Linked DNA regions of Canis lupus: region 1 is linked to region 2. A link is a contact called in public Hi-C data. All regions are on one chromosome and are shown on one strand. The core of a region is the stretch at or near the end of the contact, and the rest is flanking DNA. Distances in the headings are between cores, read along the strand shown. Region 1 holds the start of MICU1 (calcium uptake protein 1, mitochondrial). Region 2 holds the start of DNAJB12 (dnaJ homolog subfamily B member 12).

The links. Hi-C and Micro-C count contacts between places; a contact is called where the count stands out from the background.
Region 1: a Hi-C map of blood shows a contact between it and region 2, with 2.5 times the contacts expected there. The contact joins the promoter of MICU1 here to the promoter of DNAJB12 in region 2. A contact is called at or near these places in 3 of 9 Hi-C or Micro-C datasets (amygdala and blood).

Annotation. Positions count from the first base shown.
Region 1 is chr4:23,973,659-23,978,998 of UU_Cfam_GSD_1.0, reverse strand. It overlaps MICU1 (calcium uptake protein 1, mitochondrial), which reads left to right and starts at 2,988. Exons shown (of 12, transcript XM_038534294.1): 1 at 2,988-3,136.
Region 2 is chr4:23,713,899-23,719,705 of UU_Cfam_GSD_1.0, reverse strand. DNAJB12 (dnaJ homolog subfamily B member 12) reads left to right here and starts at 2,078. Exons shown (of 8, transcript XM_038534300.1): 1 at 2,078-2,322. The coding sequence starts at 2,190. It overlaps LOC111095481 (a long non-coding RNA gene), which reads right to left and starts at 2,650. Exons shown (of 3, transcript XR_005357954.1): 1 at 1,830-2,650. LOC119871471 (a long non-coding RNA gene) reads left to right here. Exons shown (of 2, transcript XR_005357956.1): 2 at 1-158.

The sequences.
Region 1 (5,340 bases), core at 1,739-4,238, 260 kb before region 2:
ATTTGGGAATTATTGGATATGACAAAATATATATTTATTCCAGGACGTAAGTCTCATTATACAAACAAGCTGCCCAAGGGCAGGAACTGTGCTTATAAATTTTTATAAGCCCAGCACCTATTATGAGCCTTGCATATAATGGGCATTTGATATATGCTTAGAACAAGAATTTTGACTTCAAATTTTATTGGAATCTTAATATCTAGTTTGTGCATGGAATACAAACTCACGTGAGGGATATTCTACATTCATGCGAGAGGAGCTACTTTGCGCAGCAGTCTGAAAGAGTATTGGATTGGTGGTCTGATTGTTAATGCAGAAGTAATTGTTTTCAGTTATAACCCTGAATTCTAACTTACTCTATGCTTTTGAAAAATTAAGAATGTCCACATTTATGATTCATCTAGTCTATAAATTTTCTGTCTTGTTCCTCTTTCTACTACATGTTTTATTTATTGCCAACGACTAGACAAAAAGAAAATAGTAGTTGATATGTCTATGGTATAAAACAGCAGCTCTCAAAGCGTGGTCCAAGGAGTCCTGAGGTTCCTGAAACTCTTTCTGGTGATCCATAAAGTCAAGACTTTTTCCCTAGTAATAAGCTGTTATTTGTCTTTATCACTCTCATTCTCTGAGTGTACAGTGGAGTCTTCCAGAGGCTACACGATATGTGTATCAACACAGATTAATGAAGGGACACTTTGGTGGTTCAGTGGTTCAGCATCTGCTTTTGGCTCAGGTTATGATCCTGGGGTCCTGGGATGGAGTCCCGCATCAGGCTATGCCTCTGTCTCTGCCTGTCTCTGTCTCTCAAGAATAAGCAAATAAAATCTTAAAAAAAAAAAAAAAAAAAAGAAACAGATTGATGAAGAAAAGATACAAAAATTAGTTGTCTTCTATAACTTGGACATTAAAAAAATTTGCAAGAATATAAAATCATACTGCTCTTCTACGTTTTTTGAAAATATAGTTATCCTAAAAATGTTATTTATATCAGCATATAATGGGCTTGTTATTTTTTAATGCCCATTAATTCTAATTCCTAATATGTTAAGTTTTAATTTCTAACATGTTAAGTATTTATAGGTATAGTACACATAACCAAAAGTTGCTTGGAATCCTCAATAATTCTTAGGAAAGTAAAGGGGTCTAAAAAGACCAACAAGCTGGAGAGCCAGTGATTTATGTTTTTGCACATTATTTAGTTTTACATAGACAAATATTGCCCAAAATTAGATTAAATTACACCAACTCTTATTAATGGATTTTTGTTCAACATTTATGTAATGGTGATTAAACTTCCTTTTTTCCTAGTTCTGAGAAATGGTTGACTTAGCTTCTACTTAAGGTTCTATGGGACCCCCAAGTTGTTCCATTGTAATCTAACAGAATCTGTAAATAACAGAACTTGAAATGTCCATTATGAAAGTTCATTGACATGCTGCCTGGGAAGGATACCATGATGAGTGCCTGCTAAGAAATGGGGAAGGATTTCTTGATCAGAGTTTTCACTTCACAGTGAATAGACTCTCAATGCATGGGAAGGTTATTTTGATAGTTGAGAAGCATCTTAACCACTGTGGCAGGTAGATCTGGGGACAACAGAATGCTGCTTCAGAGTCCAGACCTTGGTGTGCTCAGATGAGGACTTAGTTCCCTTAGCAGAACTGACTGCATTACCTAGAGTCCTAGCCCACTTCTCCACCTGCCATTGAATACAAATTTATCCATCTCACCGGGTAGTTGTAAATAAACATTGGGTTGTCTGTAAAGTGCTAGCACAGTGTCAGGATCACAATGATTTTTCTTTTTCTTTTCTTTCTTTTTTTTTTTTTTAAAGATTTCATTTATTTATTCATGAGACACACACACACACACACACACACACACACACACACACAGAGGCAGAGACACAGGCAGAGGGAGAAGCAGGCTCCATGCAGGGAGCCTGTCGTGGGACTCGATCCCAGGACTCCAGGATCACACCCTGGGCTGAAGGCAGGCGCTAAGCTATTGCGCCACCCAGGGATCCCCACAATGATTTTTCTTAGGTTAGTGGGGAAAGGGTGTCATCTGAAAAGAAAGGGAGAAAATAGTTGCTCCTTCACAATTTAACCCGGTGATTTGACCCCAGTCCGACGCCTTTTGTTTCCATGGTTGTGGCCTTTTTTTTCACAGCTCTGCCAGGGAAACCCTTGAAGAGGAATTTTTTATTTGAAAAATCCTCTGGTATCATAATCAAAGCATTTGTATTCTATTTTCATAGCAGGAGAGACGATCCTTTTCCATCCCCAAATAAGACAGCAACATCTTCGGAGAAAAACACATTCTTAGCAGCTTAGCGGCTAAACTCTCCCACGGTGTTACTACTAAAGAGAACAGCTGGAAAACCCACAGAGTAGAGGAAGTGGTGAGGTTCCTAAATTCAAAGAAGCTTCAAGGTCACAGATGGGGACATTTTACTAGAAGTCTAAACCTAGATACAGTTCGAAAGGAACAATTCTCAAGCTACTGCGGTCCAGTTTTCTTTTCACTGTCTCCCTTGTACTTAGTCAACACGTAAATGAGTACCAGCGACGTGGCAGCAGGCACAAAAAATTCAATTTAACGGACACTTGGTGGGTACGCTCTGTGTGTGTTGGGAACTGGGTGCTAGAGGGAAAGGCAGAGTTTCTGCGAGCCCTCGCGCTTTCCCGCCTTAACACCGAGGAGGCGGGGCCCGAGGCGGGGGCGGGGCCTGAAGCCGGGGGCGGTGTCCGAGGAGGAGGCGGGGCCTGAAGTCGGGGGGCGGGGCCCGAGGCCGGGGCGGGGCCTAAAGCCGAGGGGGCGGGGCCCGAGGCCGGGGCGGGGCCTAAAGCCGAGGGGGCGGGGCCCGAGGCCGGGGCGTGGGCCGAGGCAGGGGCGGGGCCCGAGGCCGGGGGCGGGGCCCGAGGCCGGGGGCGGGGCCCGAGGCCGGGGGCGGGGCGGATTCTCCGAGCCCCGCCCCACACGTATCTCGCCACTATCCCAACAGTCGCAGCGACTAGGAGAGTCACGTGAGAGGGGGCGGCGGAGGTGGAGGTTTCTCTCCGCTGGTGTTTCGTCTCTATGGTCGGTAGAGGTGGGCGGCTTTGACCCCAGAGCGTCTGCAGCCCGGGTGCGTACAGGTGAGTCCTGGACTCTGAAGGGTGTGAAGGGACAGCCATTTAGGGAAGTCGAGAGGAAAGGCAGGGCGAAACCGCCTGAGGGATCCGACCTCCCGGGCCGGCCGTTTGTGGGCTCTGGGATGCGGCGACTTCGGGTCTGGCGGCAGCGCTGTCTTCCCTCACGCTCTCGGCTCAGGGGCCTGCGAGGAGCGCGTAGTGGCGTCTGCTTCCCGTGCCCCCTTTTCCCGTGCTTCCCTTCAGCTAACCGCGTCCCTTTTCGCTGTCCCGGGAGATCTCGGTCCCAGGACCGAGTTCGCAGCCGCCGGGGTCACTCGGGCGCCGGCGTTCTCTCTCCCCGGCGGCAGGCGGGCTTGACCGGTGGACGCGGATGGAAGTGGGTGATGGAGTTTACACTCAGGTCTCTTGTTGGTGGGAATAGTAAGCATTTAAAAAAAAAAAAAGTAGAAGATCAGCGGGGACCCGAAGGAGCAGAACCGAGCGCAGCCGGCTGGGACTGCTAAGTCTTTATGTTTCCGGGCGCCTTCCGGCTCTGGCCCTCCCGCGCCCCACGCCGGCCCCCCGAGGGCGTTACTGCCCCTGTGCCTGTTGAGAGAAGAGTCCAAAACAGGCTGTGCCTTAACCTGCTGTCCCTGCAGTCTTGGGCTTTCTTTTCCTTTCAATCGCCGGAAAACTATTGTAGGTCTTTTTAAATGTAAACAGAATAACCAATCTGTGGCTAAGGGAATACAGTAAAATACTCCCCTCGCGGTACCCGGAAAAGACCCGTTGTCTTGGTTACTTTTATCAGTGTTTTTATTTCAGTGTTTTGGGTGGTTTGGATACACCTTTATGTTGAAGCATCCCTCGGGTCATGTGTGCTTGCGACCTAGCGGAAGAAAGGAGTTTTTTTGCAGACAAAGTTGGGGTTGACAGACGTGGGAGAGTTAAGGTTTAGAATTAAGTTAATCCATCTGACTAGTTAATAAAACGTCCACATCTTGAGGCAGAGGTGTTGTCCAGGATGACCTACATGCTGTCTTTCCGGTGTTGGACAAGTTAATGAGCTTGTTGAGTATCACCTTATCTTAACAAACTTTTTAGAACCTGCCATTAGTTCGTGAGAGGATGGCTCTGGCCTCCAGCTGCTCTGTATCGTCGCTCTTGATAGGTGATTATTTCTTCCACTTTAGGAACATCACTCTGACTCTGAAAGATAAGAGAACAGGGTTGCTGGAAGGAGGTGGGTGGGGGATGGGCTAGTTAGGGATGGGTATTAGGGAGGGCACTTGTTATGAAGAGCGCTGGGTGTTGTATATAAGTGATGAATCACGGAGTTCTACTCCTGAAACCAGTATTGCAGTGTATGTGAACTAGAGTTTAAATAAAAGTTTGAAGAAAAAAATAAAGAACGTCACCCTGGCCATCAATTATGCCAAGAAAGTGTCAATGAAGCCTTCCAAGTGTCTTTACTGAGGATTATAAAACAGAGTAATACTAACAGAAAGTGAAGATTCAGGAGTGGGTTCTGTGCTTGGGAAGAAAGGGAAAGAATGATAGAAGCTAACAAAAGCAACAGAACAAAAGCGTGTATTGCTCTCTTCCTTTATAATTACTGTATTCAGTAGACTTTTTACATCCCCAGAGACTGATTTTCCTATATTTAAGAATAAACAATGGTATATAACTTCTCCCATAATGCAATATTACGTACACTATAACTGAAAGATTTAAGTGACCCTTCAGGTCTTATATTATTTAGGATTATAGGACTAAATGTTATTAAACCTAATTTGGTCACTTTTTTTTTTTTTTAAGTAGGCTCCCCATCCAGCATGGAGCCCAACTCGGAGCTTGAACTCACGACCCTGAGATCAAGACCTGAGCTGAGACCTGAGTCAGAAGCTTAATCTACTGAGCCACCAGGCACCCCCTAATTTGGTCACTTTTAATCTTTAGTTTTAGTGAGTGATTTTTTTTTTTTTTTTTAAGATTGTGTTTACTCATAAGAGACACACAAAGAGAGGCAGAGACCTAGGCAGAGGGAGAAGCAGGTTTCCTGTGGAGAGCCTGATGCAGGACTCCATCCTGGGACAACAGGATCACACCCTGAGCCAAAGGCAGATGCTCAGCCACTGAGCCACCCAGGGGTCCCTAGTGAGTGATTTTTTTTTTTTTTTTTTTAAGATTTTATTCATGAGAGACAGAGAGAGAGAGG
Region 2 (5,807 bases), core at 829-3,328:
CCAGCTGGCGGTCGGTCTGTAAGTGTTTGCATTAAGAAGGGAACTGTGGGAACGGAAAGGAAAGCTGGAGGTGAAGAGACTTCCAAGGAGTGAGCCTGTAGAGCCAAGGATGTCCTGTTTCTTATTACACTGAGAAAATAAAAGCTATTTGAAAAGAACTTCCTTATGTTCCCACTTCCAATTTTACCAGCTGGCCTGCAGTATACCGAGCCACGCTGCCTTCCCTCCTGAAAATCTGGAGTCGACCATACAGCTATCTAAAGCTGTCCCCTCACTTGTGCCCCAGATGCCCTACCCCCGCCTACTCCTGTAATTGTCTCCCCTGTCTCCTGCATTACCAAAATCTCTTGCCCAATTAAGTGATTTCATCATTAAATCATTAATTAAATGACTAAATGAGCCACCTGGGTGGCTCAGTGGTTGAGCATCTGCCTTGGACTTGGGGTGTGACCCCGGGGTCCTGGGATCGAGTCCTGCATCAGGCTCCCTGCATGGATCCTGCTTCTCTCTCTGCCTGTGTCTCTGCCTCTCTTTCTCTCTCTGTCTCTCATGAATAAATAAAATCTTAAAAAAAAAAAAAGTAAAGGCATCACAAACCTAACACGCCCTAAACCAGACATCTCCTATCCCCTCTACCAAACTCCTCTCCGGCTTCCCCCAGCTTCTCTTGCTGCAGTAAAGGCGGGCTTTGTTCCTTCACTGCCCAGCCCCAAAGCCTGAAATCAGGCTCGACAGCCCTCTTCCTCAGTCCCACATCCCATCCAGCAGTGAACAAACTCATTCTGACGTGTGTCTGCAAAACCACATCTAGAGGTCGACGACTACTCACCACTGCCGCCGTCGCCCTGATCATCCGAGTTACCCTTCATCCCCGCCTGGGTTAGAGCAGGGGGCCTCTTCCCACATCCTGCGGGAAAGCCCCAGAGAGGGGCTGAGACCCGACCAGCCGAGCTGGCGACGCGGGCCGGGAACCCGGCCGGGGCGGCTTTCACTGGAGCGGTGGCCAATTCCGCTCTCCAGGGTAAGCCCGCATGCTTCTCCGGGGGGGATCCAGTAGTAACTCATCGAGAAAGTTCCCAGGACTAGAGCCTTTGCAAGCTCTTCCTCCAGCCTGGACCACCCCTCCCTGCAAACGGTCCCATGGGGGGGGGGGGGGGAGGAGGGCGGCGCCTGGGTGGCTCAGTCGGCTAAGCAACCGCCTTTGGCTCGGGTGACGATCCTGGGGCCCCGGCAAGGAGCCCCCATCCATCAGCCTCCCTGCTCGGGGGTGGAGGGGGGGGACCTTCTTGTCCCTCTGCCCTGCTCCCCTGCTTGTGCGCTCTCTCTCTCTAATAAGGAAATCAAATCTTAAAAAAAAGAAAAATAAATAAATAAAGTCGTATCTGGAATACCCGCTCTTTGTCCTGGATTCAGATTTCTGTTAGAATGCCAACTTCTTTTTTTTTCTTTTTTTAGAATGCCAACTTTTTTTTTTTTTTAAGTTTCAGTTTATTTTATTTATGATAGTCACACAGAGAGAGAGAGAGAGGCAGAGACACAGGCAGAGGGAGAAGCAGGCTCCATGCACCGGGAGCCCGACGTGGGATTCGATCCCGGGTCTCCAGGATCGTGCCCTGGGCCAAAGGCAGGGGCCAAACCGCTGCGCCACCCAGGGATCCCTAGAATGCCAACTTCTGAGAGATTTTTCTCATCAGCCTACTTAAAATAGCACCTCCCGCTCTCTAGTCCCTTCATTTTCTTCACAGCACCTGTCCCCACCTGAGCATCTCCATCTCCCGCCCCCCAACCAGAGCGTAAGTTCTATGAGGGCAGGGCTCCGTGGTGCTCACCACTGCGCACACCCAGCCTGGCAAATGCCTGTTGGACGAAATCGATAAATGACCTTCGGCTCAAGGCCACAGAGTCACTTCCAAGAACGCGCAAGCACATGGTCCACTTCAGGGGCCCCAGCATGACCCAGGATGGTTGGGCACGCACCCTCGGCAATACCTCTCCTAGCCGCGCCCCTCTTAGGAGACATACGGTAGCACTTCCGCCCTCGCTCAACTCTCGCTCAAATCTCGGGAAAGGAGGGGCGAGGGGGTTTGTGTCATCACCCTGCGCCCGCCTGCCCCGCGACGTGCCGGCGGCTGGCGCAGCCCTCCGCTCGCCCGGCCTCCCCCTCCCTGGTTCCGCGCTCTGGTTCCGCCATGGAATCCAACAAGGATGAAGCCGAGCGCTGTATTAGCATCGCCCTCAAGGCCATCCAGAGCAACCAGCCCGACCGGGCGCTCCGCTTCCTGGAGAAGGCGCAGCGGCTGTACCCGACGCCGCGAGTCCGCGGTGAGTGTGAAGAGCCGGAGAGGCAGAGGGGACATTAGAACTGATGGGGGGAATACGGGAACGGACCGAGGGGAGCAGTTGGAGGAGGGGGGAGGGGAGCTAGGCGCGGCTACGCCTGCGCACTGAGACGCGCGGGGGCCGCTGGGAGGTGTAGTCTTTGATTCCCACGCCTCTCCGGGACGCGGGACACCTGATGACAGGGGCGGCCGCGACTTCAAGTTTCGGGGTGTTTGTGGGACTCCGTGCGATTCAGAGTTCCCGAGGACGAGGGGCGCCGGCGGGCGAGGGGGGGCGAACTTAACCTGGAAGCCGAGTCGGACTACTTTTCCCAAGGGGCCATTCGGCGGCCCGGGGCCGGTCGGCGGCCTGGGAAATGTTACAGTTTAGCAAAATAAACAGAACTGCTCTGGCGGAGAGAATGGCTTCTGGGGCGGGAAGCGGGGCTTCTGGCCTCCGCACGGCCCGGGAGGGCGTCCTCCTGCCGTCCCTCCCTGGCATGTCTCGGGGCGCGGGCCGGGGAGCGCCCCCCCCCCGAAACTGGAGCCTGCCCTTCCCCCGCCGCCCCTCCTGGACCCTCCTGGACCCTCTGCACCTGCTGCGAGGTGCGGGGCCTCCACCTGGGAGGGACCCGGAAGGTTGTCGCGACTACTCCGCCTCTCACGCCGCCCAGGAACCCTCTTCTTCGTTAACCTAAGACTTCAAGGAAGCTCTTCGTAATACAAGCCCGAGAGGAGGAACGGGGGGTCCAGGGGCGGCCGCCTGCAGCCCAGGTCACGGCCCCAGGGTCCTGGGATCGAGCCGCGCTCGGCGGGGAGCCTGCTTCTCCCCCCGCCCCCGCCCCCGCCCCTCCCCGCTCCTGCGCTCTCTTTCAGTCTCTCAAATAAATACAATCTTTTTAAAAAAAGAGTCCATTATGGGCAGCCCGGGTGGCTCAGCGGTTTAGCGCCGCCTTCAGCCCAGGGTGTGATCCTGGAGACCGGGGATCAGGGATCGAGTCCCATGTCGGGCTCCCTGCATGGAGCCTGCTTCTCCCTCTGCCTGTGTCTCTGCCTCTCTCTCTCTCTCTCTCTCATTAATAAATAAATAAAATCTTAAAAAAAAAATACAGGGTTCATACCAGCAAGATAGTGTGTAGTAAGACCTGAGGTCAGAAGACCTGGGTTCTTATTCTTACTGCTACCATGTGATCTTCCTGAGCTTGGGTTTCCTTATCTGGAAAATTAGAGGGTTGGAGCAGCTAATGTAACAATCATACCATAGGGCCTCTCAGTTTAGAAAGCTCCTTGGAGGGGCGCCTGGCTGGACCAGTCCCTACTGCATGCCACTCTTGACCTCCGGGTTGTAAATTCAAGCCCCACAGTTGGGTGTAGAGATTACTTTTTTAAAAAATTTTAAATCTTAAAAAAAAAAAAAAAAAAGAGGAAAGGTCTTTCAAATGCGCCTACTCACTTGAACCTGCCCTACCAGGGAGGCAGAGCAAAGATCATTATCTTTGTTCTATAGATGAGGAAATATTTCAGAGGCAAGGGATTACACAGCTAGAAATTAGAAAGTTCTGTGGCTCTATAAACGTTTAGTAGAAGAATGAAATGAAGGAGCCGTCAGCCTCCTAACCTCCCTTGCCCATATGTGGGATTGAGAAAAGGGAATGTGGGGATCCCTGTGTGGCTCAGCAGTTTAGCGCCTGCCCCAAGTGATCCTGGGGTCCTGGGATGGAGTCCGCGTCGGGCTCCCTGCATGGAGCCTGCTTCTCCCTCTGCCTGTGTCTCTGCCTCTCTCTCTCTCTCTCTGTTTCTCATGAATAAGTAAAATCTTAAAAAGAGAGAGAGAAAGGGGAACACTGGCAGAAGAGGCCACCTGGAACACTCAGGTTTTCCTCCCTCCCGACTACAGGTTGATCTTTGGCCTATTTGCCTTCTCTTGGAAGGATTTCAGTCTGTATTTGCCAGGATTCCTGAGGTGACCCTCTCAAGGAGCTTCCCTATGCAATAAACCACACCCTGTGAGAGGAGAATGATGGGGTGGGGGCCCTACCAGTCTCAGAATCCTGTCTGATTCTGATGCTTCTGGGGGTTCAGGAGCCGGCAGATGGCAACTGCATGGTCTGTGGAGGTCTTCCTGTCAGCAGCCTCCTGGGCCAGTTTGGGGGCTTGGACTAGTGTCCTTCCTGGGGCTTAAGAAATGGAATTTGCTCAGGCCAAGTAGCCACCTGTATAACTGTCATATTCCCACTCTTCTGGAAAGACCGTATGCCTCATGCCTCTCTGTAACCTTCACCTTGTACCATCTGCAGCCCTGTACTGAGCTGACAAGGACCTGGGGTTAATGTAGGCCTGCGATAGAGAAATCTTGGTTTGGGGGGAAAAAAAAAAAAAATATATATATATATATATATATATACACACACACACACACACAAATACATACATACGTATGTATGTATATATATATATATATCAGGTAGTTATTTACACTTGCCGTTTGAGGTTTGAGCTCATTCCAGGTGCTCATTCAATGCAACAGACGTTTTTGTTTGTTTTATTTGCAAAGTCCTCTGCTTGGTGCTAAGTGGCGTGGCAGGATTGGTAAGACTTGATCCTTCACTTCAAGGAGCTTACAGTCTAGCGAAGGAGACAGAGTTATAGCAAAAAATAATACCACGGCCAAAGAAAAATTCAGCACGCTGTTAGATGCCGGGGGAATGAAGGATGGACGTGAGAGATCCAGCCCCTGCCCTCCATGGGTTCACGGTCTGCCTCTGGAGCAGAGTGCTGGGGATGCAGCTCTGAACTCTGAACTACCAGCAGTCTAGTGAGTGCCCTAGCAGGGACTGAAAAACCGGGGTAGATCACAGTGAGGGAGAGCTTCAGGGAGGGAGACGGAAGCAGCATTTGAACTGCACTTTGGAGGCAGGGAGCAGACTTGGAGAAGGACAGACTGGGGATGGGAGGTTTGGGGGAGAGGATGGGGTGTGGCAAGATTTGGCAGCTGTGGCGGTGGAATGTGAGTATAGAGAGGATTGAGGCTAGAAAGTAGGCTGGGGCCAGATCGTGGAAATCCCTTCCTGCCGGACCAGGATATTCACTTTATTCTGTGAATAAAGTGAAAATGGTGAAAAGACCATTGAAGATGTTGATAGCAGGAATAAGATAAGGGTGCTGTTCTCAAAAGAGCACAGCGTGAAGGGTTAATGAGAGGGAAGAGAGACTGGAGTCAGAGAGTAGGTCAGGAGCCCTGAGCGCCTGAGATAAGGCATTCCAGGTGAGGGTCAGGTCATCGGAGAGGAGGCACCACACCTTATGTAAGAGATGTGTGCTGAGGAAAAATGGGGACATAGCCCTCCAGCCCAGTGTGACCAGGGAGAAAGCAGAGTTGAGGATGGTGACCGGGAAGAGATGGGGAGAGCGTGAGGTGCCGTGGGTGTCCGAAGGAGCTGTTAGCCCGGAGCTCAGGAGAGAACCAGGTTCCAGCTGAAAGTCTGGGAT